Linked DNA regions of Mus musculus: regions 2, 3, 4, 5 and 6 are each linked to region 1. Evidence: chromatin contacts called from public Hi-C and HiChIP or PLAC-seq data. All regions are on one chromosome and are shown on one strand. Each heading gives the region's core, a stretch centred on a gene start, on an enhancer-like site or on the middle of the called end of the contact. The rest is flanking DNA. Distances are from core to core; before and after follow the strand shown. Region 1 overlaps Rere (arginine glutamic acid dipeptide (RE) repeats). Region 2 overlaps Rere (arginine glutamic acid dipeptide (RE) repeats). Region 3 overlaps Rere (arginine glutamic acid dipeptide (RE) repeats). Region 4 overlaps Rere (arginine glutamic acid dipeptide (RE) repeats). Region 5 overlaps Rere (arginine glutamic acid dipeptide (RE) repeats). Region 6 overlaps Rere (arginine glutamic acid dipeptide (RE) repeats).

Region 1 (4,732 bases), core at 1,659-4,158:
AATGACTTAATCCCAGCACTCAGGAGGCACAGGCAGGTGGATCTCTGAGTTTGAGGCCAGCCTGGTCTACAGAGTGAGTTCCAGGACAGCCAGGGCTACACAGAGAAATCCTGTCTTGTAAAACAAAAACAAAACAAAAAAACAACAACAAAACAAAAGAAAAAAGAAAAAGAAAATATTGCTATCTAAGAGCTTCACATATAGGGGCTTGAGAGATGGCTCATTGATTAAAAGTATGTGCTGTTCTTGCAGAGGCCCTGGATTGGCACCCACCACCTATATGGCAGCTAGCACATAACCTGTATATCAAGTTCCAGGGATCTGACATTTCTAGTATATGCTGGCACCTGCACACACACAATACACATAAAATCATGGAGAAGGCACTTGTATATACACACAAATAATAAATAAATTCTTAAAGAATTTTACATATAGAACCATACTCCTCTAGGTGAATACTCGCATTATATCCATGTGTCAGTGAGCAAACAAAGAGGCAATGGTGTTAAACCACCTCTGGTCGATGCAGCTACCTAACCGCACAACCAGGATTTAAATTGGCCCTGCATGCCAAAACAAAAGGCTATCTGGCATAATAACTCAAATTATCAGTCAATAGAGGCTTCCATCTTTGACCCTTTACCTACCTATCACAAGCCAACTAGAGTTTTCATTAGATAAAAGGCAGGGTGCTAAGTAAGGAATGTTGATCTGCACTTAGGGCCATCAAATCCTGAAAACACTACATTAAATTATCCTAATGATCAAATTAAGCTATCCATTATCAAAACGGAGGAGAACAGCAAATAAAACTACAAAAAGACAACTCAGAAGAAGAAAACCTAGCAACCTTAGCCTTGGGTTAGCAATAACAATGAATGAACAATTCAGGGCCTGAAAGGGATTTTCCCCAGAAGAAGGCAGCAGTGGTACTGCCTGCAGCTCCGCATAAATTACACGGACTCTGTGTTCTCGCGCCTAAGGACAGCACAGAAACAACCTAAGGAGGTGAGTGAGCTTTCAAGTTGAGGAAGAGTGAATCTAAAGGGGCTTGGGGGAGCTTTAAGTACCAACCAGTTTCTGCCTCCTCCTCCACCACTCCATTAAGTATGTTTCATGATACTACTAAATAAGAGTTCACTTTGATTAAACTACTTTCATAGCCAAATGACTTAAAGCTCCATTAACCCAGACTATACTGGAGGAACTGGTTTTTGTCATAGCCAGGATCAACAGAAGTAACCGTTATTTAAATAAAGTAACTGCCTACTCTTAAGTAAAGCAAGGCGGCTGCCATGAAGCACTTGGTGCCAACAAAGTCTAAAGAGTAGGCTGTGGTTTAAGATGAAACCCAGGAAGAAAAGTCACTCTTCCTATAAAGGACAGTTTGGCTCTTTCAAATAAAAAGGCTTTATTTCTGAGAACACATAAAAATTTGAGACAACCTGCTTTCCAGTTCTGGGAGACTTCTATTACTACACTACACAAACCAACATAACAGAACATCCTGAAAGAGAATCATGTTTTGTTTCCAGCCTGGAGCCCATCTTCCCGGCAACGATGTGCTGATGGCAAATCACCCTGCAGAGCTGCAATGGGCTCCTCAACTTGTTCCAAAGAGTCTGCTCTAAGCCTCGGCCAAAGTGCCAGTCTGACACAGAAAAGTAGCTTTATATTTTACTAACTATATTTGTTCATCTTTTATTATTTTATTTTGTAGTATGTATGAGTGATTACTTCATGCCTGGTGCCTGTGAAGGCCAGAAGACATTAGGTCCTATACAACTTAAGTTACCATGATGTAAAGCATCGTGTGGGCTCAGGGAACAGAACCTAGACGAGCAGGCAGTGCTCTTATCCACTAAGCAATCTTCCCAAGCCTCGGAAAACGAGTTTTAATCTTGTTACCACCAAGTATTCTACCTGTGAACCGAAAAGTTACCATCAGAAACTGTTCTTAATTGGAGATACACTCAGTGGCAGGGCACGGGTCAAGCAGTCAAAAGGCCCTGTATTTGATCCTGAGCAGCACACAATAAAAAAAAAAAAAAAATCATCTATTATACTAACAAGTACATTCATTCTTTATGGTAACAAAAGCAACCCAATTTATATGCATAAGCTGAAGTTGTCACTTCTGGGTAAATACAGAAACCATCATAGTTTATATAGGCTGTACAGAAGTAGACGGTGGGCTATGATGGTTTCTCTATATACAAATAATTGTGAGCGTGAATTTAAAAAGGAAAAAATATTTTATGGCACAGAAAATTCAAATGTCAATGTTCATAGGTAAATTTTTATTGAAAATGTTCGTGTCTGTTCATTTACTTATTTGCTTATGTCAACTTTTGTATGTCATAGACAAGGTTAAAGGAGGCTTGAGAGATGGCTAAGCCATTAAGAGCACTTACAACTCTTACAGAGGACCTCTATTTGATTCTGAGCACCCCACAAGGTAGCTTACAACCATCGTTAATACCAGTTCCAGGGAATCTGCTACCCTCTTCTAATCTCCTCAGGCATGCACATGGTACAGATACATCCAGGCAAAACACTAAAACATATAAAATAAATTAAATCTTTAAAAATAAAAGAGGGCAGGGGAAGGTGGCTAGGCAGTGGTGGCACACACCTTTAATCCCAGCACTCAGGAGGCAGGGGCAAGGCATCTCTATGAGTCTGAGGCCAATCTAGACTACAAAGTGAGTTCTAGGACACCCAGTGCTGTTATACAGAGAAATCCTCTCATGAAAAACAAAGAGGCAGCGTGGAATTGGAAAGTGGAATGTATACAACAGAGCCAGCAAAGCCCAAAATATTTACTCTATGTCCCTTTCATGAAAGGCTTTCTATTTGTAGACATTATATAATGACTACTCAACTTCCTTTCTGTAAAAGCCTTCAATCAACTTCCCTTTTCACCCCTTCTAAGAAAAAGTGAATAGAGAAGGGTCAAGGGGCATGAGGCCCTCACCAAGAGAGGAGGAAGTGTGGAGAGGGAGGAGGAGGAGGAGGAGGAGGAGGAGGAGGAGGAGGAGGAGGAGGAGGAGGAGGAGTAACGGACAGTTACCTTATGTGCTTCCTGTGCTTACGGTGTGGGAAAAGACCAGAAGCGGGCTGACCTGGACAGCGTCCGGAAGCTGTGAGCTAATGCCCATAACCAAAGCTAATGCACAGGATGGCCGTTTTAAAACAAAATTTACTGGGTTGTTATTATTATTATTATTATTATTATTATTATTATTATTATTATTATTATTATTCCTTGCCTGCATGTGTGTCTGTGTGAAGGTGACAAGTCCACTGGAACTGGAGCCTCAGACACTTGTGAGCTGCCATGTGGGTCCTTCAGAAGAGCAGCCAGAGCTCGTAACACCAGCCCCACATAGGATTATCATTTGAACTCTTAATCGGTTTCTTTCCAAAGAAATGGCTGTACCTGTTATAGGTCCAACAACAATTTAATTTAACCACAGGGACTGGGTGACAGGCAGGGGCACAGGCACTCAGCTGAGCTCCCTGTGGAGCCCCTAAGCGGCCTCTCAGTCTGCTCATCTGCCCTGCCTGTGCTTGTACAGGAATCTGCAGATATTAGTGTGCTTTAACAGGCAGGCTTCCCAGCAAGAGTGATAAACTGGAATTCGATACAGCTAATAAATGCAACTGAATAGCTTTGTTTTAGCCAGTCCTGATGGCACAAGTCAACAATCCCAGCACGTAAGAGAATCGAGACAGAAGAATCAAGAGTTCAAAGCCAGCCAGAGCTATGTAAAATTCTATCACAAAAAACTAAAGCATATGGGGCTAGAGAGCTGGGCCACTGATTAAAGTAATTTCTGCTCTTCTAAAAGACCTAAATTTGGTTCTAAGCACCTATGTCAAGGCAGATCACAAGAGCCTGCAACAACAGCTGCAAGGGAGGCAACACTCTCTTCCGGCCTCCATATACATGCTGCATACACACACACACACACACACACACACACACAGACAAAAACTCATTTAGAGGCTGGAATGATGGTAAATGCACTTGCCACCAAACCTGATGACCTAAGGTAGATCCCTTGGGACACATGGGATAAGGAGAGAATTGACTCCCACCAGCTGTCTTTTGACTGCCATCATTTTCTACCTGTGGTTAGGCTTGTTATTAGACTGAACAGAGCTTTGACCTAAAAGAGTTACAACCATTTTTTTTAAGGAAAAAAAACAAATCATCCTCTCTCTCTCTCTCTCTCTCTCTCTCTGTGTTTATGTGTATTTTCTAAATAAATAAATGTATATAATAATTTTTAAAGGCTCATTTAGACTTGAAAACAGTTCTTTCCAGACAGACTTGATGGCTTACTCAGATGACTCAAAAGTACATGAGGGAGCAGGAACACAAGTTTGAAGACAGCCTAGACTGCATGCAAAGATCAAAGTGAACAGTTTAACAAAACTCTATCCCGAAATAAAATTTATAAATGGCTAAAGACATACTTCAATGCTTAAAACACTTGCCTTATATGCTGTGCAAGGCTCTAAGTTCAATCCAAAGAAGAAGGGGGGGGGGGACGAAGGGGGGATGAGGGGGAGGGGGAAAGGGAGGGGAGGGGAGGGGGAGAAGAGGAAGAAAACAGTAATAACAACAATGATGCATGGACTAGAATTCCCTGGAATATACACACCACACACCTTTAAGACTCTGAGGGAAAGATCAGGCCTATTGGCACATACATGTAAT
Region 2 (4,732 bases), core at 1,182-3,681, 240 kb before region 1:
AGGGAGGATGAGTCATGTACAGGCAAAGGCCTGTAGTGGGAAGTCACTGTGCTTGATGCTCTTGTCTGTTTTGTTTTTAAATCAACCTATGAGAAACCACACAGGCCTGGGCTTCATGCTATTGGGTCTTAAGCTGAATGAATAAAACCAGAGTCAGAAGTCAGGTATGATGCCTTTACAATCTCTTTACACCCAGAAGGCAGATAGCAGGATCAGGAGTTCAAGGACATTATCACTAACTGCTAGGCTACATGAGACCCTGTCTCAAAACAAAACAAAACCAACCAACCAACCAACCAACCAACAACCAAACCAGAAAAACAAAAAAAGCATCAGCCCTAAACTGACCCCAGGCTTAAAGACACTTTGGCCCTCAGCCCATTTTCCTGAAGCAGAGTATCCCTATTCTCACTGTTAGGTCTTCTGACCTCCTTCTGACCTCTCACTGTTAGATCTTCTGACCTGTCCTTCCACCCCTAAATGTTAAACGCTCGTGGGTGTTTTGCCTGCTCAAATGTTTGCACACAACTTGAGTGCCCAATCTCCTGGAACTGGAGTTACAGGAGGCTGTGAGCCACCATAAGGTGCTGGAAATTGAACCTGTGTAATGTAGGACAGCCAGTACTCTTAACCATTGAGCCACTCCTGCCCACAGGATGAGTAAAAAGACAGACCAGAACCTCAAAGCAGAGATTGAGCATCACATCTTGCAGAGCCTGCACCAGGCTGTGGAACGACCATACAGCTATCTGTAAAAACCAATCGAAATGAGTTCATAGGTAGTGCTGTGACCAGAAGCACCCACAGTAGTTATGTTTCTGCTCCAGGCAGTGTTAATGCCTCCACCACCCATGAGTGGGCATCACAGTGATGTCAGATTCGCCTCTGCTCCCACATCACATGCATAGAACTGGGTGTTATCCACAGCTGCCTCCACAGAGATGAAGAGGCTGGCTTCCCATCTGAGGCACTAGATTGGTTAAACGGTATGTTTACCTATGCATGTGTCTGTGGTGGTACACCACTGGGGAACGACTGAAGAAAAACTATTATTCATTACTGTTTAGCCTTTCTCACCTGGAGCTGTACAACTGAAACACAGGTCTCCAAAGCCTCAGACAGTTCTGCTGTGAGCAGGACGCAATGAGGCCCATTCTGCATACACAGGAAGAACGTCAGCACATCATACAACTAATGCTAACACTATAGGCCAGAATCTCAGCCAGTATGGACAAACAAGACTCAACACAGCTCAGACCAGCACCTTCTGCTGCAAATGATAGTTTTTCATTTACACTCATTAACCTATTAAAAAACTACCTTGAGCCAGAATTTCCTTCCATGATCTGGTAACAGAACACTAGGCTTCCCTGGCTGTGCCTTTTCTTGCTCTTCTAAACTCTCTCTGAGGCCCTTGCTTGCACAGTCAGCGGAGGTCAACATTGATGCCTTTCTTTATTGGTGTGGTTGACAGCCAGTACTATACACAGAAACATTGTCTCAAAAGTTAAAACAAATCAAAAACCCCAAACAAACAAAAGGACCAGAAATTCAGAACTAAGTTCACCTGGGAAGTATGAACTTTAAATATACTTTCTTCCTCTGTTCTTACTCACCTCAAACCACAGGCACCGCATACAGCCATAGAGTAAGGCCATTATTCGAGGCCACCCTGATCTATATAGCTAGTTCTAGGACAGCTGGGGCTACACAGTGAGACTTGTTTTTAAAAAAAAGCTCAGGGCTAGTGATGGTGCCTGGGAAGGACACAGTCTAAACGCCCAGCTCCCAGCTCAGCATCTCACTAGGAACTAGCAGGCCCATGCACACCAGCAGCCTCTCTGCTGCCCCGCCCACCCTGCTTCCATTCTGATTTCATCAGCAGAAGAACTGAGGGTCAATTCTTGATGGATATAGTGCAGTGGCACAGACTTCACCAAGTAAGTACTGGGCTTGACTCTAGCCAACACACACACACACACACACACACACACACACACACACACACACACACAAAATAAGAAAAAGGAAGGATATGTACATTAACAGAGTTTTAGTAGGATTAAGAACAAAAACAAGAAACACAGCTACCAGTCTACAGCTGGCTACTAGGGGTTTCTGGGGCAAGTTCGGTGAAGAACTATCACTGATGTTGACTGGACACTGATGTTGGGGGACTTGCAACATCCTGTAACTACTTTTCTTTTCTTTTCTTTCCTTTTATTTTTATTTTTTACTTTTTTTTTTTTTTTTGGAGACAGGGTTTCTCTGTATAGCCCTGGCTGTCTTGGAACTCACTTTATAGACCAGGCTGGCCTAGAACTCAGAAATCCGCCTGCCTCTGCCTCCCAAGTGTCAGGATTAAAGGGGTGAGCCACCACCAAAGTTACACATACACACACGCACACACACTTCTATTGGCAAACTATGAGTATTTCTTGTGGTCATGTGGGATACTCTAGAGCTGCTGCTCTCAACCTGTGGGTTGTGACCCCTCTGGAGGTCGAATGACTCTTTCTCAACCACAGATATTTACATTATGACATATAGCAGTAGCAAAATTATAATTCCAAAACAGAAACAAAAATAATTTTATGGTGGGGGAGGGGTCATCACAAAATGAGGAACTGTATCAAAGGGCAGTAGGAAGGCTGAGAGCCACTGCTCTCGGGCATTATAACCCAGCCTATTACAGTTTCCATACTGTGTCCCTTACATTTTCTGTTTGAAATTCCCAGTGTCCTGTCATGTCAGGCACATGCTTCAAATCCCAGTCCCTGGTGGGTGCAGATAATAAAATCTGGAGTTCAAGGCTACATGGAGTATGTGAGTGGAACCTGAGCAGGGTTCCTAATCTGCCCAGTAGGGCCTGGCTTCACACACTGTCACTTACACTGTCTCTGTCACAGACCTGACATCTGTAACTAGAGAACACGGGCTTTATTCAAAAAACAAAAAACAAAACAAAAAAACAAACCAGTAACAAACAAACAAAAAACAAAACAAAACAAAAAAAACCTACCAAAACCCCATAAAACCAAAGACAAACTACCATTTCCTCCCCTGCACTTCCTGGTTTTTTGAAGCACTGAGCATAGCCACACCTACTACCACTGCATTACAATTATGTAATGCTGTAGCTATTTAGTAAATAGTTACAAAATGAATGGGTAGTAAGAAGAATATGCTAACTCATCTCTTAAATAAACAACCTAAAACCACACGTTGTCTTACAGAATGTCATATTTTTTTAAAGTTAAAAAAAAAAGGCATAATACCCATATACAATTTTGTAAGATATAAAACCCAACAAAATGTAATAGAAAAGTCAAGAGTTATTCCTGGTTTCCTTGACCACAGTTAGAATGGTTTGGTGCAGGGGACAGAGGTCAGGGCTAGGAGGCTGGCTTTAGGGCAGCCTGAGTTCCAACACAGGGCCGGACTCCCTTCCATTTCACACATTTGCTCTTTGTGCTGCAGCTGAGTTTAGGGCCTTCACATGCTAAGCATGTGCTCTACCACTAAGCTGTACCTTTAGACCATCTCCTTTCTAAAGAGAGTGGTTCTTCAGAGTTCCCTAACTTCAGACCCTGCAACTTCCGGTCTCCCCAGAGGCTGGAATAATAATTCTTTTAAATTATCTTTTTAAGGATCAAAGAGATGGCTCAGTATTTAAGAGCACAGGCTTTTCTTCCAGAAAACCTAAGTTCAGGTCCCAGCATCCACACACACCACTTAGCATCTCACAATTTTCTATCTAGGAGATCTGATACTGTCTTCTGGCCTCCATGGGCACTGCATGCATATAGTACAGACTTATATGCAAGCAGAACACACACACACACACAAAAAAAAAAAAAAGCAAAAACTCTAATTTCTACTTAGCGCTCACCCATACTAACCAGATCTAACAAGATACACAAAACCCTTTTCCTGTCTCAGCCATCATGCTTAAGACAATTAATTGTCTAATAATTAGCCCAGGATGTAACATTTGACTTTCCTATCAACAAACCACATGCCTTTATCTCTACTGTTCCACTTGGTAACTTTAATTATATCCCTAAAATTATGGCTACTGACAATGGTACGGAGTCTGTCTACAATAGAGACCTCTGCACTAAAGAGTCAGGCATGCATTTAAGGTTGGACAGGCAAACACATAGCTGCTCCAAGGCTGCAGTGAAATGTTTCATCAACTGGGTCGTCTGTCTGGAGAACGGCAAAATTGATGAGATACCTTCAGTGAGTTTTAGCCACTCACGAACAGCACTGTGAGCCATGCAAACAAACGGCACACACAGGCGATAAGGAACACCAGCTCAGGGGTCACAGCCAGAGTGTCCGTTTCATAGAAAATGACAGCACTATGTTCAGTAGAACATTAAAAATGAAGCTGCCTGGGTTCAATTCCCAGTGCCTACATGGCAGCTCATTACTGTCTGTTTTCACTCCAGTTCTAAGGGCACAACATCCTCTTCTGGCCTTCTTGGACACACAAAGGGTACAGGCATATATACAGGGAAAACATCTATACACATTAAAACAAGCAAACAAATATTCTCCAAACAACAACAAATCAGCCTGGAAAGGCAGGCACAATGGCATGCACCTATTGCCCCTGTTGCTTAAGAGGCTAAGGCAGGAGGTTTGCTTGACTCAGGACTTCAAAACCATACCAGACAACATAGGGAAGCTCCATTTCAGAAACAAAGCTCCTGACTGAGGTACC
Region 3 (4,732 bases), core at 833-3,332, 230 kb before region 1:
GACCTCAATCTTTTCTTTTCTTTTTTTTTTTTAAAGCCCATTATAAACATAGTTTCTACAAACAATGCACTGCATAAAGATAAAGCACTCTGGTGTCAGTTGTCAGTTTGCACGTGTAGGATAACTTCACAAGCAGGTGTAGGACACACACTATAAACAGCAAAGGGCGAAGACCTCAGCTTTAAAAAACCCGCCTTTTCTTTCCAACACTGGCACCAAGTTTCCTCCATGAAAATCACACACCTGCTGCATTCACACAAGGGAAACAGCCACACCCTCTTAGATTACTTTAGTTAAAACAGTGCCTGCTGGCATGGCGCCCTACACCTGCAATCCCAGGACTCCAGAAGCAAGACAATCTCTAGTTCAAGGCCAGTCTCTGCTATAAAAACCCTGACTCAACCAAACAAAAACAAAAACTCAAATAACAAACAGCCCCAGGCTGTGACTACATTGAGGCAGACAGCCCTCAGCACCACAGCACACTTGCTGGGAGACATCAGGCAGCACCTAGAGATGAGCTGTGCAGAGTACAGTGGTCAGAGCTTAAATGCTCTCCATTTTGCCTGCTGACTAATCCCTCACATCTACTCACATTTCTTCCCAGGCTGGCTGTGCCAGTAAAGAAAGCTACATTTGAAGATTTTTGTTTGTTTGTGTTTTAGTCTTTGAGACAGACATCTGTCTCCTAAAGTGCTAGGATTAAAGGTGTATACCACCACCACCTAGTGAATAAGATCTTTAAAATATAAAATAAGGTGTTACAACTGGGTTTCTTTCTCTTTCCGTACTTAATTTTACTTGTGTGTTCCGGAGCACCTTCAGAGACCATAAGAAGTCAGACCTTTGAGCCAGAGTTATAGGTGGTTGTGAGCTGCCCCACATGGGTGCTAGGCACTGAAATTAGGTCCTCTTGAAGGGCATCAAGAGGTTTTGACCACCAGCCATCTTTCCAGACCACAACTGTACTTCTAAGAAAAGAAAATGGAGTGAGAGTTGGAGGGGGGGGGGGGAAGCTTTATATTAAGAAACTCTATGGGGCTGGAGAAATGGCTCAGTGGGTAAGAGCACTGACTGCTCTTCTGAATGTCCTGAGTTCAATTCCCAGCAACCACATGGTGGCTCACAACCATCTGTAATGGGACCCGATGGCTTCTTCTTAAGTGTTTGAAGACAGCAACAGTGTACTCATATAAACTAACTAACTAAATCTTGGAAAGGAATTAATTGATTGATTAGTTCTATGATTGGGTCAAAGAGGTCTTTCAGTGGTTAAAAGCACTGGCTGCTCTTCTTCTAGAGGACCCAAGATTCAATACCCAGATCCAAAAGGCTGCTCACAACCATCTGTTACTCAAATTCAAATGCAAGCCTTGTCTACTACAGAGAAAGTGTCAAGACAGCTAGTTTTACACAGAGAAACTTATCTCAAAACAACAACAACAATAAAAGATTCAGTAATTATAAGCACTGGCCGCTCTTCTGGAAGATTCAAGTTTAATTTCCAGCACCTGCAAGGTGGCTCACACCTCCAAGTAATTCCAGTCCCAGAGGCTCTGACTCCCTCTTTTGACCTCTACCATCACTGCCTACACATAGTGCACAGAGATGCATGCAGGCATTCACATGCATACATAAATGTGAGAAAAGAATAGAATAGAATATACCTTGGAGTGTTAGGATTTTGAGGCTGTGTAAGTAGTTCCCAAACATTACTGAACAACCTCAATTTTACTTAAACCTCCATTTTAACAACAAAATAGCCATCTTGGCTCAACAGGCAGGGACAAGGAACCCGAGAGCCTGCACTGCCCACTGTGTTGTGAGCAATTAAGACAGTCAGTACCTGCACTGGAGGGACACAGTGAAGAGCAGAGAACTCCTCAGTGTTACTCCGTAGCTGTCCTACAGCTGCCTGTTCTCAGAGTAGCAACCCAGACTACAAGCCCACGCTTTCTTATGTAAGATTAAGCATTGTTTACCTAAGGTTATATCGGAAATTAAATAAAACTTCATGCTGAACACTGGAGTAATTCTTAATCTCTTAATGCTAACAGAACTTTGATGACTCATTCTTCCATCTGGGAGAACATGCTGACACAGGTCATTCTGCCTAGAGATGTAGTTCTCACAGAGCTAGTCTGCAAATCATCTATAGAATTTGCCCCCAGAAACATGACTGATTTCCCTGCTATCTAGCATATTAAAACTCCAAAATTTCCCACCCCATCACAAAAACTTAATAAAGACTAACTGTACCTTCTCTGGGAAACCCAAAGCCTGCGATGCGAGCCAGATCCGCCTGCATTGAAACGCAACCTGCAGAGCACAAGCTCATCCCTCATGGTTCTGTTTCACAACTGTCTCCTCTTTGCCTTCTTCACCCATGGCACCGAGACTGGAGTGAGAATGCGATCTGATGAGAACACTCGGACACGACCACCTGCACTTACAAATAACCAGAGTACAATCTTTCCTGAGGTAGTTGTTGGAAACTAAGAGAAGGGCAGCTAAGATGTCCAGGACAAGTGCTTTCGTGCCTTCCCTCCCCACAGGCTCCTCTCTCCTACAGAGCTGGGCCAAATCAAACTGTCTTCTTGCTAATCTGCACTGCATCTGAGCAGGAGCCACTGCTCCCTATCGGTGAGGGTGGTGCTCCTGTCCACATTCCACTGCTGGCAACAGCAGACAGAGCTGTACACAAAGCCTTCAGAGGACAATCTCCCAGGAGCCACTCTTCCATTCATATAAAGCAGCCATGTTTGCAAGATGAAGAGAGACCATCCTTATGTTTTGAGTATAGTCATCCTGAGATTTTATAAGAAATGGCCATGTATGTGAGAAATGAGTTATTTTGGGATCTGTATTATAAGATAGGTTCCCTGTGGGTGATCAGGATCTAAGTCTATTAGGCCTGTTTATTTTTAACATACAAGGTCAGGGGCCATGTAACTCATCTACCCAACAGCAGAGTGACAGCACTTAGAATGAGAGACCTGGCTTGGAGGACAGCAAATTCCAGAACATCTGGGAGAGGAGCTAGCCCTGTCTTCTCAGAAGTGCAGGACACTTGGCAGTGTTTACATCGATGCACTAACACCCAGACCTCTGTGTAAACAGTTGAGAGATCTGCAGTGGGCAGCCTCAATCATTCTGAGACACTGCTCACTCCTAGTATTTTAATCTACTAACCATATTTTATACATATGTTAAAGAAAGGCAAATGGGGAAAAAGGAAGGAAGAACTGGGTATCTGCACAGATGTAATTCTAAAAGGATCTGACTTGTTATTCTCTCGGGTGCCATGAGGTTAACACGTAATACCCACTCAACTAACCCTCTATAAACAGTTGGTTTTCCTAATCACAGCCACTATTCCCACTTCAGTGGGCAGCAGCATTCAGAGGAAAGCCAGACCTAGCCCCTGTATAACAAACTCCAGAAACCAAGTGTTAGGAAAGCTGATGTCCGTTGCACAGGCACTTTTATCAGACATAAAGGCCTGTAGTGAATGGGAGGAATGGGACTCCTACAGGAGCCTCCAAAGGTAAGGAGACCTGCTCCCACCCAGGGACTCCTGTAGGCTCTCCTCCACCTTTCCCGAGTAACTCAAGAGCAAGGACAGGTGACGGGGAGAACAGCTCCAGAGCAGAACCACTGTGTGCATGGTGTGGCGGCAACGGTGCAGAGCTCAGCGGGAAACACTTTTCTAGCATGATGACGACCAGGGTCTGATCCCTAGCAAGCACACATATGTGCACACAAAGACTTGTTTTCAACAGAATATAATAGATTGGGAAAATATTTTTATATACTCTTTATAGATATCACCTCATTTAAATTTTCACTCATGGTCTAAGAACTTGGAGTTATCACATGGTTTCACAGGAATCAAAAAACAAAAGTGTCCAGTAACCTGCCTGAAGCCCACAGCATGAGTGGCAGAGACAACAGCAGTCCATTGCAGCAACAGTTAAACAGTACTTTAGCCTTTTCATTTTTTTTTTCTTTAAAGCATTTTTAAAAAAATTATCTTTATTAGTTAGGCAGTGGTGGCACATATATTTAATCCCAGCAGTCAGTAGGATCTTGGTTAGCTTGAGGCCAGTCTGATCTACAGAGTGAGTTCCAGGACAGTCAGAGTTACACAGAGAAATGAGAAATGTGTCTCAAACAAAACAACCCCCCCCCAATAAAACCAAAACCAACCAACTAAACAGACAAAAAAAACAAAAAAACCCAAAACAAAAAAACCCTCCTATAGACGTGGTAGGTGTGTGTGTGTGTGTGTGTGTGTAAAATATTTTGAGGCTCAAGAAGTGGCTTACAGATTAAGAACACTTGCTACACTGGGCAGTGGTGGCGCACACCTTTAACCCCAGCACTTAGGAGGCAGAGGCAGGCGGATTTCTGAGTTCGAGGCCAGCCTGGTCTACAACAGAGTGAGTTCCAGGACAGCCAGGGCTACACAGAGAAATCCTGAAACCCTGTCTTGAAACAAAACAAAACAAAACAAACAAGAATACTTGCTGCTTGGGCGGATTTCTGAGTTCGAGGCCAGCCTGGTCTACAACAGAGTGAGTTCCAGGACAGCCAGGGCTACAGAGAGAAAGCCTGAAACCCTGTCTTGAAACAAAACAAAACAAAACAAACAAGAATACTTGCTGCTTGCTGTTTTTGTAGAGAACACAGTTTGATTACCAGCACCTACATGGTGGTTCGTAACTGTCTG
Region 4 (4,732 bases), core at 1,465-3,964, 210 kb before region 1:
ACAGGCCAGTGCTAGGAAAGGAAATGCTGACGGATCACAAGTTGATGGGTAGGTACCCTCAGCTACATAGGAAATTCAAGAACAGTCTGAGCTACAAGAGGTTATATCTCAAAAATATGTGTTCATAAGTGTTTACATTATAAAATTATATTTATGTAAGTATATATATATATTTATATTGCATACACATATATACTGTTTATATATTCTGTGTGTGTGTGTGTGTGTGTGTGTGTGTATATACCAGTGGCTTACAATAACAAGACGCCCAAGCACCAAATGGTCACCTTTGTGGAGCTATATAACTGTACTAGCACAGCTCTGGGCAACAACGACCCATATTCATACAGACATATGATCTCAAATCAAATACACTATATCTGTAAGCCACTGAGACGTCTCCTGACTTCCCAGATCAGGAAAAGGCACCACAGGCTCACTGTAATCCCTGGTAGGGACTTTATTTTCCCTTTATATGATATTAGCCTGAGTTCCTCACTGAGTTCAGCTAAGATATCACCGACCAAAGCAAAGAAAACCAGCTGGGCATGGTAGTTCACATCTTTAGCCCCAGAACTGGAGAGGCAGAGGCAGGCTGATCTCTGTAAGTTCAAAGCCAGTCTGTCTGGTGTACATGGTACATTCCAGACCATCCAGGGCTACGTAGTGAGATCCTACTCAAAGAAGAAAAAAAACCCATAAAACAAGATTATGAGGGCTGGTGAGATGGCTCAGTGGGTAAGAGCACCCGACTGCTCTTCCAAAGGTCCGGAGTTCAAATCCCAGCAACCACATGGTGGCCCACAACCATCCGTAACGAGATTTGACTCCCTCTTCTGGAGTGTCTGAAGACAGGTACAGTGTACTTACATATAATAAATAAATAAATAAATCTTTAAAAACAAAACAAAACAAGATTATGAGCCCAAAGGGAAGGAAAGTCAATGTCTTTTTAAGAAATGCAGTCCAGTGGAGCTAAGAAGCACTTCCATCAAAGGCAGACCTCAGTCACCAGTAAGCTTCCTGTCAACCAGCAGTCACTGTCTCCTACCCACCACAGGCACTGTGTTTGCTCACTCTGCCCCCGTGAATGATGGCTATCACACTCAGGCAAGTCCCTAAAGGGAGGCTTCTAGATAGAAAGCTGGTATGAGCCAATCACAAGGCTGCCCTGCTGGTTTCTGTTCAGAACAACAGTGCTCCCATGATACCTCACTTTTGCTAAAAATATTGATACTGAGGGAACATGAACACAGCTGTGTGTAAATCACACACACAAACAGATCAGCTCTATCTGCTTAAAAGGGATACAAACACACTACTAATGCATTTGCATTCACAGTTGGACACACTGAGCTGCAAGCTGAGACTTTTCTGCCCCCTCCTCCCTTCTGATGCAGAACATGGTTCCCTGCACTTGTTTGTTGGAGAAGGTATCTGAGGTTAGGAAGGAGATACTGTCATAAGAGCTGTGGAGTTTCATTTTGGCAGGAAAATCCATCTTGCTAGAGTGACTTTAGTTAGGAGCAGGGGGCACCCATTACTTCTGGCATTTTGCTGGTGAAGGCAAGACAGCTGTTCAAGGCTAGGCTAGCTACACTGAAAGATTATCTCAAAAAAGAAAAGTGGAGGTAATGTGGGGGATGGGAGAAAAGGCAGCATGGGCAGAAGCAGAAAGTGGGGAGCCTGGGCGTGTTCAGAAAGAACAATCAGAAGCCCTGTCTTCTATAATAGGCTCACACAGACACATATTGTGCTCACACAGACACATATTGTGCTCACACAGACACATATTGTGCTCACACAGACACATACTGTGCTCACACAGACACATACTGTGCACACGCTTGAAAGAGACCCACCAGCTGGGCAGTGGTGGTGCACACCTTTAAACCCAGCACTTGGGAGGCAGAGGCAGGCAGATTTCTGAGTTCCAGGCCAGCCTGGTCTACAGAGTGAGTTCCAGGACAGCCAGGGCTACACAGAGAAACCCTGTCTCGAAGGAAAAAAAAAAAAAAAAGGAGAGAGAAAAAAAAGAAAGCAATAAAGGAAGAAGTTCCAATAACAATATGTGGACACAACAAGGACCTAATTTTATTCTTTTCTGTGTGTATGTGTGATAAAAATCCTCCAATTAACTTCCTTCTTTTATCTTTTCGCAACGTCGTTCCTATAAACCGAGAGGGGGAGGGGAAGAGAGATCCATTTCTAAGGCTTGGTTTACGGTGCTTACAGTTTCACCAATAAATCATCTCCCAATCTGGGCTTGGAAAAGCACTGGCCACGGTTTGATTGCTCCAGCCCCAGGTTGCCAGGCAACCAGCACAAGGGGGAAGTCTGAGAAGAGCTGACAGATAGCCAAGTGGCTGAAACAACAGACTTCTCTCTGTCACAAATGTGTTTCAGAGCACTACTTGCCCACCTCCTGCTCTCTGCTAAACACGACATGACTGTAAAATCAAAATCAAAAGGCCCCTGTAATAAAAACATACTTCCTGCCCAATTACCAATTGTTAAAATGCTGTGGGGAGGCCCAGATCACACAGTGTACTGCAACAGAAATGTGATACTGTAAACGAGATGAAGTCGCAGCGTTTGAGAAACCTGAGCTAAATGCGGCCTTGTCATTTCAAGTCAGGGGACCTGGTGCGCAGAGGAAATCAGCAGCCAGAGAAGCACCGGAAGGAGAACAGCGACTGATGGAGGAGGACGTTAAAGGAACAACCCAGACAACTACGTTACAGGGGAAGTCACAACTGCTTGATAAAAACCAAGAAACTCTTCAACTGTTCACTGTGGCTTAGAGACAACAAGAGTGTCCTTCCTCTTCAGGGTTGATCAAGGACCTCCTGGAAGCCACACGTGCTGGTGGTTCCAACTGGACTCCCAAATGCTTAACTGTGACCTGGATTATCAGAATGCATTCTATTCTTAGGATAATGTTGATTTGACCAGTTTGAGACACAAGAGTCTAAGGAAGCATGCGCAGCCCCTAGGGTCTGTGTCCTAAGCCAGCACACACGGCGCCCACAGGTATAATAAGTACCAACTCTGAGGCCATGGCATTGAACCTGACATCTTGAATGTTCCAGAAACAAGGGGCAATTCTTAATCTGTTTTATGCCATAGATACTTTGTCATTCTGGCCAACCTAAGTCTCCTAAAAAACAGTTTGTGTTTGCCTAAATACATGGGACTTCAGAGGGAGCCAGTGATAATGAAATTCCATCACTAAAACATTTTTAAAGTTTATTTTTATGTATATTAAGTGTTTGCCTGCATGTATGTAGTGCACTGCATTTGTGCAGTCCCTGAGAAGGCCAGAAGATGGTGTCATATACCTTAGAACTAGACTTACAGGCTCCTGTCCACAGCAATGTGGGTACTGGGAACTGAAGCCAGGGCCTCTTGAGAGTGGCCAAGTCTTACCAGCAAGACATTTCTCCAGCTCCACCTAAACATTTTTTCCTTTTTTTTCTTTTTTGATTTTTCTAGACAGGGTTTCTCTGTGTAGCCTTGGGTGTCCTGGAACTCACTTTGTAGACCAAGCTGGCCTCAAACTCAGAAATCTGCCTGCCTCTGCCTCCTAAGTACTGGGATTAAAGGCGTGCGCCACCACGCCCGGCACCTGAACATTTTAAAAGGTGTGCTGGAGTGGTGTGTGTGCTACATTAACAATAAAGAGCAAAACTACCTGAGGGTCTGCTATAGGGAAGAGGTGGTGGTGTGCATTTTTTTTCAGTGTGAGCTCACAACATGGGCTTCAGAGTACAAGGGCAGAAGTATTCTATCAAAGCAATGTCAGCCAGTTCATGCTTGGGCGCCCAGGATGACCCTCTCTTTATACTACCAACCCATATCCTACCAGGTCTCCAGGACTCTCCTGGGGACCAGACTGATGATTCAAATAGTTCTTAGGGAATCCATTTCCAAACCCTCAGCTTTCGTAGGATTCATCTGTCAGAGAGGGCCGGTATCTACCTTTCCTTCTCATCTCTATTTATTTGTTTCTGTTGTTGTCTGTTTTTATTATTGAGACAGGGTTTCTCTGTGTAGCCTTGGCTTTCCTGGAACTCAATCTGGCTTGAACTCCTAGAGATCCACTGGCCTCTGCTCCTGAGATTAGAGTGTGCTTCACCACCTCCGGCTTTCTTCCCTCCCCTCTTCTCTTAGGAGGAAGCTTTGGTGCTCTCAGGGCACTGCATAGAGCACAATTCAAGGCCCCAGGGCTAAGTTGGATACTTTTTGTTGTTGTTGTTGTTTTCTGGGACAGGGTTTCTCTGTGTAGCCCTGGCTGTCCTGGAACTCACTCTGTAGACCAGGCTGGCCTCGAACTCAGAAATCCACTTGCCTCTGCCTCCCGAGTGCTGGGATTAAAGGTGTGCGTGTGCCACCACACCCGGCTTTAGATACTTTTTAATTCTGTTTTCAACCTAATTGAAGTTTTGATGAAATACCATTTGTTAGGCAACTGAAAACAGAACCCAACAACAGATCATACTTTGGGCATTATTATGGAAGGAACTCAGGTAAATCAGTGGTGCTGGCAACCCTTAATTTCCATCTGTTTATTCACGTAAGCATGGCTTCCTGGCACTGACATCTACAAATAACTGACAAACGGGAATGAGCAGAACATCACCTCATGCTAATGTTCATCTAAGAGCTAATTTTTAGAAAGTCCACCGCATTCACCAGGCAGCGATGACACGCACTTGGGAATGTGTATGAT
Region 5 (4,732 bases), core at 1,162-3,661, 150 kb before region 1:
TCAGAAAAGCAGTCAGTGCTCTTACCCGCTGAGCCATCTCGCCAGCCCAGATATTCAAGTTTTAAGGTAGTTCTAAGTTTGTTCCTCAGTGCTGCTACCCTATGACATCATCTATGACACAGGAAAGTATGGAAGATGGCTGCAATTTCACATACGAAATGTGCCCATGGCACTGCTTCTGATGGTGGACAAGCTATATATCTGCTCTGCAGCCACTGGCCAACCCTGATATACTTAAACTCCTATAAAACTCTCATCTTCTCCAAAGTCTTGGCTGGCTGGCTGGTTGGCTGGTTGGCTGGTTGGCTGGCTGGCTGGTCCTGTTTACTAGAGAAGCAGGAACCACCATTAATCCCCTGGAGTCTCCTTTAACTTAACCTTTCCCAACTCAGCTACCTCTGCAAAGGCACCTTGAATTCTGGATCAATCCACACAACTTGTACCAGCTCCGATTCTCACTCCGTTGTATAAAATCTGTCAGCTTTTCTACCACTTTGCTTTTCTCTCTGCACCCTACCCCCACATAGCCTTGGCAGTTTGATCCCTAATCAGTCTTCCTTTCTGCCCACTGAGTGGTCTAGCTCTGTAGTTTCTCTGCCCCATCAATTACAGATGTCAAAATTAATCTTACTTAATATATAGTGAGACACTGTGTTAAGATGAGAACAGGACGGGTACCTATATAGAAGGTCATAGGTACCACCTATGACTGGGCTTTGCATAAGCAGGTCCTGTATCAATATAATAATGGCTCTTTACTTTATTAAATTAGTTAGAAAGTACTATAGTTGGGGAACACAACCGACCCTGGGGAGAGTGAGACTAGAAATATAACCGGATGGTACAAAGCAAAAGAAATGGAAATGGCTTTTAATGATAAGAAACAAGGTCCATGGGCTGGAGAGATGGCTCTGCAGTTAAGAGTCCTGACTACACTGGGCGTGGTGGCACACGCCTTTAATCCCAGTATTTGGGAGGCAGAGGCAGGCAGATCTCTGAGTTCGAGGCCAGCCTGGTCTACAAAGTGAGCTCCAGGACAGCCAGGGCTACACAGAGAAACCCTGTCTCGAAAAACCAAAAAAGAAAAGAAAAGAAAAGAAAAGAAAGGAAAAGAAAAGAAAAGAAAAGAAAAGAAAAGAAAAGAAAAGAAAAGAAAAGAAAAGAAAAGAAAAGAGAGCACTGACTGCTCTTCCAGAGGTTCTGAGTTCAATTCTCAGCAACCACATGGTGGCTCACAACCATCTGTAATGGGATCCGATGCCCTCTTCTAGTATGTGTCTGAAGACAGCTGCAGTGTACTGATATAAATAAAAATAAATCTTTAAAAAAAAAAAAAAAAACAACCCACTGGGCTGGAGGTTCAGGTACTCGATGCCACCCAAGCCTGAGCACCCAGGTTAGATTCCTGGAGCCCCTCTTCTGGCTGGATACCTTCTTCTGGTATGTCTGAAGACAGTTACAGTGTACTCATATACATAAATAAATAAATCATTAAAAATTAAAGGGAGGGAGGGAGGGAGGGAGGGAGGGAGGAAGGAAGGAAGGAAGGAAGGAAGGAAGGAAGGAAGGAAGGAAGGAAGGAAGGAAGGAAGAAAGGAAGTCCAAACAAGGAGCGCAGGTTAACAGCAGACTCTACTCTCCTCTATCACAAAGACTAGGGAGGGGAATGCCATCAGGAAGTCTACAGGCCCCTTTTTAACGACATTGTGACCTTGATATGCACAGGCCATTCACTGCAGCACTACTCAAAACAGGGCAGGCAGCTCAGACATGCTCTATCTTATGCAGGGTGGAAAAGGAAGGGGCTTAAACCTGGAGGACAGACCAGCTCTGAAGGCAACAAAAGGAAGGAAGCCTAGTGAGTGAGTATTATCTACCATTGACATAAAAGGAGGAGACTAACAGTGGGAAGAAGAACATCATAAAGTCTCTAAAGCCGACGAGCAGCACGTAGGAACAGGCTCAACTGTTCTGCTGGGGAACTGTTTCAAGTAATGCTAAAACATTAATTTACCTACACAGCCCTCAGGGTTTCTCTGTATAGCCCTGGCTGTCCTGGAACTCACTTTGTAGACCAGGCTGGCCTGGAACTCAGAAATCCGCCTGCCTCTGCCTCCCAAGTACTGGGATTAAAGGTGTGCGCCACCATGCCCGGCTCAGAGCTCCTTTCTCATCCATTCTGTCTTTTCTTTTAGGAGATCCACCTGCCTCTGCCTCCCAAGTGCTGGGATTAAAAAGGTGTGTGCCACCACGCCTGGCTCATGTTTAAAGTTTTAAATTTAAATTATAAGCGTCAAAATGAATTTACATATCTAGTTTTACACATACATAAAAGCAGAATTACAGGGAAAGGGGAACGAGGGAGGGAGAAGTGGGAAGATGTTGAAGATGACTCATTTGGGGTTCCTGGGGTGGTTCAGCAGTTAACAGTCAAGTATTGTTCTTGCAGAGGACAGAGTTCAGTTACCAATGTTGGCTTACAGGAGATTCCACTAGGCTCCTCCCAGGGATCTACCTGCTGCCACCAAGTACACCAGGTATGGGCTGCCTATAAAAGGACATTAAATTAGTTAGAAAGTACTATAGTTGGGGAACACAACCGACCCCGGGGAGAGTGGGACTAGAAATATAACCGGATGGTACAAAGCAAAAGAAATGGAAATGGCTTTTAATGATAAGAAACGAGGTCCGTGGGCTGGAGAGATGGCTCTGCAGTTAAGAGTCCTGACTACACTGGGCGTCAGTCACCCAGCATTCTCACTCTCTCTCTTTTTTGTCCTTCTCTGCACCACTCCCGCCTCTTCTCTGCCCTCATGGCTTTACCCTGACCTGTACCTGTCGCCTATCTTTATGTCCACTTCCCAGCCTCTATCCCTTCTCTAGGCCCTTACTCTTCTCCCTTACCCCCCAGTAGAGTCCATTTACATCAGATCTGTTGCTTAGCATAATTTCCCAGGGGCATTCCCTCACCCCTTATATATAATTGTGCACCCACACCAGGCAGTCCACAATTAACTATAACTCAAGATCCAGAGGAATTCAATGTCCTCTTCTGATCTCCTGGGGCAATTATACTCCCATACATGAGTCCCCAAAGACAGAAGTATACACATATAACTCTACATTGAAAGCAAATATTTTTAAGAAGAAATGACTGTTTCACTGTCTTTTGCACACGTGATGCGCATCTATAGGTATGCATTTGATTGCATTTGATTGCATGTGTGTTTGTTGGAGAACAGGCAGAGATGCCTAAGGTTGATATAGGAAATCATACTCAATTGCTCTTTGATTTTATTGATTGAGACAGGGTCTCTCAATCACACCAGAGCTTGCCATTATGACTGAGCTACTCTCCTGCAGGAGGTCACAGGTAGAACAGCACACTGACTTGACAGTTTTATGGGTTCTAATGAACTCTGGTTCCCATGTTTACAGGGCGAGTATTGTGTGTGTGTGTGTGTTTGTTTTTAGTTAAACTGATTTATTCTTGTGTCGGTGAGGGTGGCAATGCCCCACAGGTTGCATGCAGAAGTCAGTTCTCTCCTTCCACCATGTAGGGCAGGATTACTAGGTCTCCAGGCTCCAGCCAATTTGCCAGTCAAATGGCAAGTAGCTCTCAACCCCAAGATATTACTGATTTGATTTGGCGTAAAATATAATAATTGTCTTTTATAAGAAGACTTCTTTATCATTGCACTATTTGTAATTAAAATACTGGATTTGTGATGCATTTCAATGATCAAACATAGGAAGCAGCCTGAGGGAGAACAGACGAAACAAGTCTTGCTAACTCTGCAAAGCTCAGTAACACTGTGGAAGATTGTCTTATGGTCCCACTTTTGTATATGTTATCATCTACCCTAGAAAAATGCTAAAAACTTTAAGAAGGTGTGATGGTTTGTATATGCTTAGCCCAGGGAATGGCACTATTAGAAGGTGTGGCCCTGTTGGAGTAGGTGTGGCACTGTGGGTGTGGGCTTTAAGACCCTCATCCTAGCTGCCTGGAAGCCAGTATTCTGCTAGCAGCCTTCAGATGAAGATGGAGAACTCTCAGCTTCTCCTGCTCTATGCCTGCTCGGATGTTGCCATGTGCCTGCCTTGGTGATAATGGACTGAACCTCTGAACCTATAAGCCAGTCCCACTTAAATGTTGTCCGTATAAGAGTTGCCTTGGTCATGGTGTCTGTTCACAACAGTAAGACCCTAATTAAGACAGAAGGTAATCTGATTTTGGTACTCCAAAACTTTTCTTTAAAATAAATTTTTTTTTTCAGATCTGATAATGAATGTGCATTTTACTTAAATGAAAGTGCACAAACCCAAGTCAAACAAGTTTGCTTCATTCTGGTTTTAGGCACATCCTACCCTAGAAATCACCGTTTCTGTCAGGGTAGTAAATAAATCTTAAGTCAAAGTCTAGTATGTAGATCCTGCAACCCTGGAAACAGACTGTGGAAGAGAAAATGTGTAGAAAGTATAGCACAGGGGGAAGAGAAGAGAGAAAGTGTGACAAGCAAGAACTGGGTCCTGGATTTATATCACAGCTGCAGAGTAGAGACCTGTTGCCAAGTAGGACAACCTAGTTTGATCCTTGGGACCTGTGCAGTACAAGAAAAAAAAATCTGCTCCTCCAAGTTGTCCTCTGATGTTCACAGGCATGCATGCATGTACATGCACACACACAGGTACGCACGCACGCATGCATGATAACTGTAAATAGAAAAAAAAA
Region 6 (4,732 bases), core at 1,467-3,966, 140 kb before region 1:
CCTTCAGCTGGTGTTTCCTACCTTCCCCCATCCAACATCTTTCACAGGCTTAGAACAAGTGTGTTTTTGGTACCAGGCTGCTCAAGATGGGCTGCACTCGTAGGCACACAAACTTGAAATGCACGGCTTCACTCAAATTCATGGTCGAGAGTCTAGCTCTTGCTCCTCTCTTGCTCTTCCCTTCTTCCTCCTGCTCTGTCCCCTTGCTCCTTCCTCACACCCCCACCCATGGCTTCCATGTGCTCATGGCCGGCCTCTATTTCTCTACTCTCTCTTTCTCTGCCTCTACTACCATCTTAACTCCCCTCCCCATGGCCTGAGTAAACTTTATTCTATACTGAAATAAAAAGATCTGAGAACTGTCCATTCTCTCTGAAGTCCATCCTCCTATGTTTCCTCCTACTTCCTGATAGTCCCAAGTGCAGCCAGTGGGGAATGAGCCAAACCGGCCAGCATTACCTACTGATCAACCTGCACAGAGGCCCTCAGCAACCAGGAATAACTGCGATGCTACCCTTCACCTCCAGACATGTCCCAAAACCCCAGACAAGAGACAGACATTCAGAAGCAACTTTCCCAAAAATGTATTTTCTCAAGACAGGAGAATAAAGAACAAATGCATAAACAGAGAAAGCAGTGTTGCTGATTTCAATGCATGTAAAATCAACTCGGAAACCCAGAGGTCACCACAAAGCAGAGCCAGGAACTCCAAATCTTCCATCAAAGCAGGTGGCTGTACCACAACGCCGTGCAAGCCGAGCAGCCAGTCAGCCAAGCAGGTGGACCGAGACTCTGAACGTTCAAACTAAAGAGGAGGAGGAAGTAAGGTCCTTCCAACCACAACCACAAGTCAGCATTCTCCCAAATGTTCAGGCATATGGTCTGCTTCCAGAAGCACTATTATACACTGTGGGAAACACTGGGTATTAACCCCAAACTTCCAAACATAATGTTCAGAAGTGCACAGTCATAAAAGAAAGTGACCCTCACAGGAATGGGAATCAAACACAGAAATATCAACTAAGACCCTAGCACCACCTTACTTCTCTACATAGCGTTTCTTTAGTTCAAATTCTACAATTAAGCATACAAATTTAATGCTTTAGGAATATTTTAAATGTCAGCACTGCTAAACCCTGGCCCAATCAGAGGCCTCTTCAGACAAGATCCCTGTCTCCAGCTAAGACCTTATGAGTCTTCTTCCTTAGAGTCAATACACAGTGAACTTTCCTGTCCCCTAGAAGATGAATCACATTCTTCTATCTTGTAGTGTTTTCTATAGTCCTTACAACTGCACAAAACCTGACTTATGTCTAAATTGTTCCCAACCCTAAAGGGGAGAGGAAATGACAGGCAGCAAGGCAATCCCAAATTTCTCTAATTCCCTGTCTGAGTAAGAATTCCACTGCACAAAATCTGCTAATCCTGATTGGCTCCCTAGTAAACCATAGTCACAGCCCCTACCTGGGCTCTCTCTGCAAACAAGAGGTAAAAACAAACAAAACAAAACAGCTTCACCTGGGTAGAGAGGGCTACTTCATGGTCAGACATCAAGCCACAGGTACCAAACGTGACCTTGTCCACACCTCTGCCTTCTTTGGCAGCAAACCCTTTCCATTTCCACTCTCCTCCTACTCAATGCAAAAAAATCACACAAAATACACATACACCACAGCAAAAACTAACATACAAGAATAAAGAAAAGTATGTGAATCTCAATTTTAACATAGATGTCAATGTTTATAGCCTCTCCAAGCTGGAAAGAGAATTGCCACAAACTCCAAAAAGAAGGCTTTGCTCCTTCAGAAAGAACAGAAGAGAAGCTGATGTGATATGACAGTTCCCTTTGAAAACACACTAAGATGATACAGTTGCAATCGTCATCCACAGCTATCCCCCTCATGTGTCACCTCACAAGAATTATAATTTGCTCTAGCGAACAGGCTCTCAATCAAAACAAGTTCCACCCACCTTCAAAGCAACCAATAGTTGCCCACCTACCACCCTTCCTAAAACAGCCAAACAGATCCATCCTGTGGCCCAGCGATCACCACAAGGCACATGGCTAATGAGGCAGTCTGCAGGTCTGCTCTGCAGGTCTTTAAGACAGACAAGCTCTACAAAATGCACTGGGCAAACCCAGGCTATAATCACACGGAAGAGAGGAAGAGGTGAAGGAAAGGGGTAGAGACATGGATAGAGACTCACAAAGCTTCACACTGTACATTTGCTTAATTCATCTCCTGGTAGACCCCATGCACAGCTCTGATTTTATGCTTCGCAATGCCACCTCTGCATGGCCAGCTGGCAGAATCAAAGGCTTTAGGCACATGCACTATGAATGGCAAGATGATTCATAAACATCTTCAGAAGGAGCTTGAGCAGCAAAGCCAATGTCTTCGAAAGGCCAGGGGAAGATCGCCTACCTGCAGGGGCTGAATGGATCATCCATGACTAACACGGGCTCTCGTGAGTCTAGCTGGATCCCTGCACCTCTACTTACTGCTAAAACTCTGCCCTTTTCTACTCTAAGTACTCAAAATGGAGGCCCATGCAGGCTGAGACCTCACAGAGCTCTCTCTCACTGAGCTTGTGCTATGACCTAAGCCTTCACGCAGAACGCTGAAACTTCCCTCACTCTGACAGGACTGAGCATGTGCTGTGACCCTCCCTCATCCACACACTGTCTCTCCACAACGCAATCAATCTCAACCCTGCTGTTTCCGTAAATAAAGACCAGCCAACAGACTCTGCAGCTTCTCCGAGCACACCAAGCTAGTGTGCAGGGAAGTGGGGCCTTAGAAAGGGGATTCCAGACAGCCAACACCAGGGAACTCCACAAGCCAAGCCAGAAGCGTCCGTCCTCAGGAGACAACAGCAAGTTTTCTTTTGTCTTTTCTATTTTTTAAGTAAGTCAGGTTTTTAAATAACCATGTTTTCAACAAAGAACAAGAACGAGGAAAACAGGTACAAATAACTGCACCTGAAATTAAGCGCAGAAACAGCAGCAGTGCTTAGGAGAAGCAACTAAACACATGTCTTTTTGAAAACGCACTTGACAAAAAGACCAAACAAGCAAGCTAGCCACATAGGTATGGCCACAATGGAGACAGCACTAATACAGCACACAAGGAATGCCATACTTCATGCAAAAAGAACCCCCAAATCTCCAAGTGATTAAATTACAGCATCCTCTAAGGTAATTAATATGAGCCCAGCCAGGTCTCCAAGAATGAACTGAAACAATAAAAACAGCAACAAGGTTCAGATCAAGGATGGGGGGGGGGGGGGGAAATAACCTCAGCAGCAGAGCACTAACCTAGCATGAACCATAATGGTTGGCTGACACTAACCCCCCCTCAGTTAAGTGAACGTGCATGCATATGCCCCTCCCCCCAAATGCCTAAAGACCATCCACTATAAACACCTCAGCATACTTGGAAAAACAAAACAAAACAAAAAAACAACTAACCAACCAACCAACCAACCAACCAAACAAACAAACAAAACATTTCAAGTGCCCTGATTCATTCTCGCACAACACTATCTATAAACCTAAATCTATTAAAACTCATTTTGAAAGATTTCTAAAGCCATGTAACAAGTCCATCTCACTACAGCAATACTGAGGACCAAAGTACTCAGTCACCCTGCCCACAGAGCAGCCAAGAGAGGCCCTGGTAAAACCCTGCAGAACAAGCCTGTCTACCCATCCAGCGTTCGCCTCCCACAAAGCACTGTTTATCATTATGAAATAGCAGGTACGCAGGTTACTCCCGCCTGCAAACTAAATGATCTTTACACCACTCAGTTATAACTTAAAGAAACATCACAAAATTCCCTCAAAACATAAAAGATTGGAAAAAAGGACAGGACCAACTGTTTCTCAGAAATGGAATGGAGTCAAAAAACGAAAATCTTTTCCAAGAACATGAGTTCTTACAGATTCTTAGAGCAGGACATGGTGCTCGGTACCATGTGCAGAGCCCTGTTCATCCTGTGAGACAACATGAGTTCTAAGCTGAGGAATCTACACATTTTCTGCAGAAATACAGCACACCTCAGTCACAGGGCTGAAGGTGAGACTCAGTTATAAGAGTGCTTGCCCAACATGCATGAAGCCCTGGGTTTGATCCTGAGGACCACATGTGCCAGGCAACCCTCGAATTCAAGGAGGTAGGACACCCAAAGTTCAGAGGCTCTCTCAAAAATGTAAAATTTCCTAAGTTCAGAGAGAGAACACATAAGCAGATTTATCTGAAATAGTTTCCCTTTGTCCCAACACATGAAAACAGGGCGACGGGGCGGAAGAGCATTTCCTTAGACCTGCTGCTGCGCTTAGACAGCGCAGAGCTGCTGAAATGGAGCCGGGCATCAAAGAAACTCTTTCACATACAAGAGGCTAACTCGTTACGACGGGAAAGAACTTAATAGCTACACACAGGAAAAAGTTACTATTACATAAAAAGTTACTCCAACTCAAGAAAATCTTATTTTCAAAATTATTGTTTGGGTCTCATTAGCTGCCCTGGGTGACAATGATGGCATGCAACCCAAGTGTCTTCTTCTGACCCCAGGAGGGATCCTGGCTTGTTCCTCCTCAAGAGGTAAACAGGTGACTGGCAGATCGTCCCCTGTGTGTGTTTTTCTGACATTTTGTTGTTGGCTAAGACAGGCAGCTTGTGACAGCTCCCCTGAGGGAGAAGGCAAGCAGGCTACCTACTTCCTCTTT

What was found. Hi-C and Micro-C count contacts between places; a contact is called where the count stands out from the background. HiChIP or PLAC-seq counts read pairs in DNA pulled down with a chosen protein or histone mark.
Region 2: an H3K27ac HiChIP or PLAC-seq map of microglia shows a contact between it and region 1, with 7 times the contacts expected there. The contact joins two enhancer-like sites. A contact is called at or near these places in 1 of 15 datasets of contacts at CTCF or cohesin (large pre-B cells), 11 of 484 Hi-C or Micro-C datasets (CD8 T cells, the G1E-ER4 cell line, the MC3T3-E1 cell line and 7 more), 11 of 115 datasets of contacts at active chromatin or transcription factors (the HPC-7 cell line, T-cell acute lymphoblastic leukemia, acute myeloid leukemia and 7 more) and 2 of 9 other capture datasets (adipose tissue and embryonic stem cells).
Region 3: an H3K4me3 HiChIP or PLAC-seq map of bone marrow-derived macrophages shows a contact between it and region 1, with 2.6 times the contacts expected there. The contact joins two enhancer-like sites. A contact is called at or near these places in 7 of 39 promoter capture datasets (the C10 cell line, cranial neural crest, hippocampal neurons and 3 more), 1 of 15 datasets of contacts at CTCF or cohesin (large pre-B cells), 7 of 484 Hi-C or Micro-C datasets (the HL-1 cell line, bone marrow-derived macrophages, cerebral cortex and 3 more), 19 of 115 datasets of contacts at active chromatin or transcription factors (the HPC-7 cell line, acute myeloid leukemia, bone marrow-derived macrophages and 12 more) and 4 of 9 other capture datasets (adipose tissue, embryonic stem cells, liver and 1 more).
Region 4: a contact with region 1 is called in a Hi-C map of peritoneal macrophages, with 4 times the contacts expected there. The contact joins two enhancer-like sites. A contact is called at or near these places in 6 of 39 promoter capture datasets (the C10 cell line, hippocampal neurons, liver and 2 more), 1 of 15 datasets of contacts at CTCF or cohesin (pro-B cells), 23 of 484 Hi-C or Micro-C datasets (B cells, the C10 cell line, the G1E-ER4 cell line and 16 more), 18 of 115 datasets of contacts at active chromatin or transcription factors (bone marrow-derived macrophages, cardiomyocytes, embryonic basal ganglia and 11 more) and 4 of 9 other capture datasets (adipose tissue, embryonic stem cells, liver and 1 more).
Region 5: a contact with region 1 is called in an H3K4me3 HiChIP or PLAC-seq map of bone marrow-derived macrophages, with 5 times the contacts expected there. The contact joins two enhancer-like sites. A contact is called at or near these places in 1 of 15 datasets of contacts at CTCF or cohesin (large pre-B cells), 6 of 115 datasets of contacts at active chromatin or transcription factors (bone marrow-derived macrophages, differentiating embryonic stem cells, embryonic basal ganglia and 2 more) and 1 of 9 other capture datasets (embryonic stem cells).
Region 6: an H3K4me3 HiChIP or PLAC-seq map of bone marrow-derived macrophages shows a contact between it and region 1, with 5 times the contacts expected there. The contact joins two enhancer-like sites. A contact is called at or near these places in 1 of 39 promoter capture datasets (embryonic stem cells), 1 of 15 datasets of contacts at CTCF or cohesin (pro-B cells), 36 of 484 Hi-C or Micro-C datasets (B cells, the C2C12 cell line, the CH12 cell line and 22 more), 18 of 115 datasets of contacts at active chromatin or transcription factors (the 230-238 cell line, the HPC-7 cell line, astrocytes and 12 more) and 4 of 9 other capture datasets (adipose tissue, embryonic stem cells, liver and 1 more).

What each region holds. Positions count from the first base shown.
Region 1 is chr4:150,348,102-150,352,833 of GRCm38.p6, reverse strand. The region is part of intron 1 of Rere (arginine glutamic acid dipeptide (RE) repeats); the gene reads right to left. Among named protein-coding and RNA genes, the nearest start is that of Rere, 69 kb to the right of the region's middle. Within about 2 kb of position 2,908, at least 33 of the 459 cell types and tissues checked have an H3K27ac peak or open chromatin away from gene starts, as enhancers often do. A contact at or near this core is called in B cells, the G1E-ER4 cell line, the HPC-7 cell line and 7 more, where this site is marked.
Region 2 is chr4:150,592,385-150,597,116 of GRCm38.p6, reverse strand. The region is part of intron 12 of Rere (arginine glutamic acid dipeptide (RE) repeats); the gene reads right to left. Among named protein-coding and RNA genes, the nearest start is that of Slc45a1, 57 kb to the left of the region's middle. Within about 2 kb of position 2,431, at least 75 of the 459 cell types and tissues checked have an H3K27ac peak or open chromatin away from gene starts, as enhancers often do. A contact at or near this core is called in the G1E-ER4 cell line, the HPC-7 cell line, acute myeloid leukemia and 2 more, where this site is marked.
Region 3 is chr4:150,573,816-150,578,547 of GRCm38.p6, reverse strand. The region is part of intron 12 of Rere (arginine glutamic acid dipeptide (RE) repeats); the gene reads right to left. Among named protein-coding and RNA genes, the nearest start is that of Slc45a1, 76 kb to the left of the region's middle. Within about 2 kb of position 2,082, at least 37 of the 459 cell types and tissues checked have an H3K27ac peak or open chromatin away from gene starts, as enhancers often do. A contact at or near this core is called in bone marrow-derived macrophages, where this site is marked.
Region 4 is chr4:150,554,578-150,559,309 of GRCm38.p6, reverse strand. The region is part of intron 11 of Rere (arginine glutamic acid dipeptide (RE) repeats); the gene reads right to left. Among named protein-coding and RNA genes, the nearest start is that of Gm52709, 90 kb to the right of the region's middle. Within about 2 kb of position 2,714, at least 225 of the 459 cell types and tissues checked have an H3K27ac peak or open chromatin away from gene starts, as enhancers often do. A contact at or near this core is called in B cells, the G1E-ER4 cell line, bone marrow-derived macrophages and 4 more, where this site is marked.
Region 5 is chr4:150,502,525-150,507,256 of GRCm38.p6, reverse strand. All of the region lies in intron 8 of Rere (arginine glutamic acid dipeptide (RE) repeats), which reads right to left. Among named protein-coding and RNA genes, the nearest start is that of Gm52709, 37 kb to the right of the region's middle. Within about 2 kb of position 2,411, at least 21 of the 459 cell types and tissues checked have an H3K27ac peak or open chromatin away from gene starts, as enhancers often do. A contact at or near this core is called in bone marrow-derived macrophages, where this site is marked.
Region 6 is chr4:150,486,270-150,491,001 of GRCm38.p6, reverse strand. The region is part of intron 7 of Rere (arginine glutamic acid dipeptide (RE) repeats); the gene reads right to left. Among named protein-coding and RNA genes, the nearest start is that of Gm52709, 21 kb to the right of the region's middle. Within about 2 kb of position 2,716, at least 273 of the 459 cell types and tissues checked have an H3K27ac peak or open chromatin away from gene starts, as enhancers often do. A contact at or near this core is called in B cells, the HPC-7 cell line, bone marrow-derived macrophages and 3 more, where this site is marked.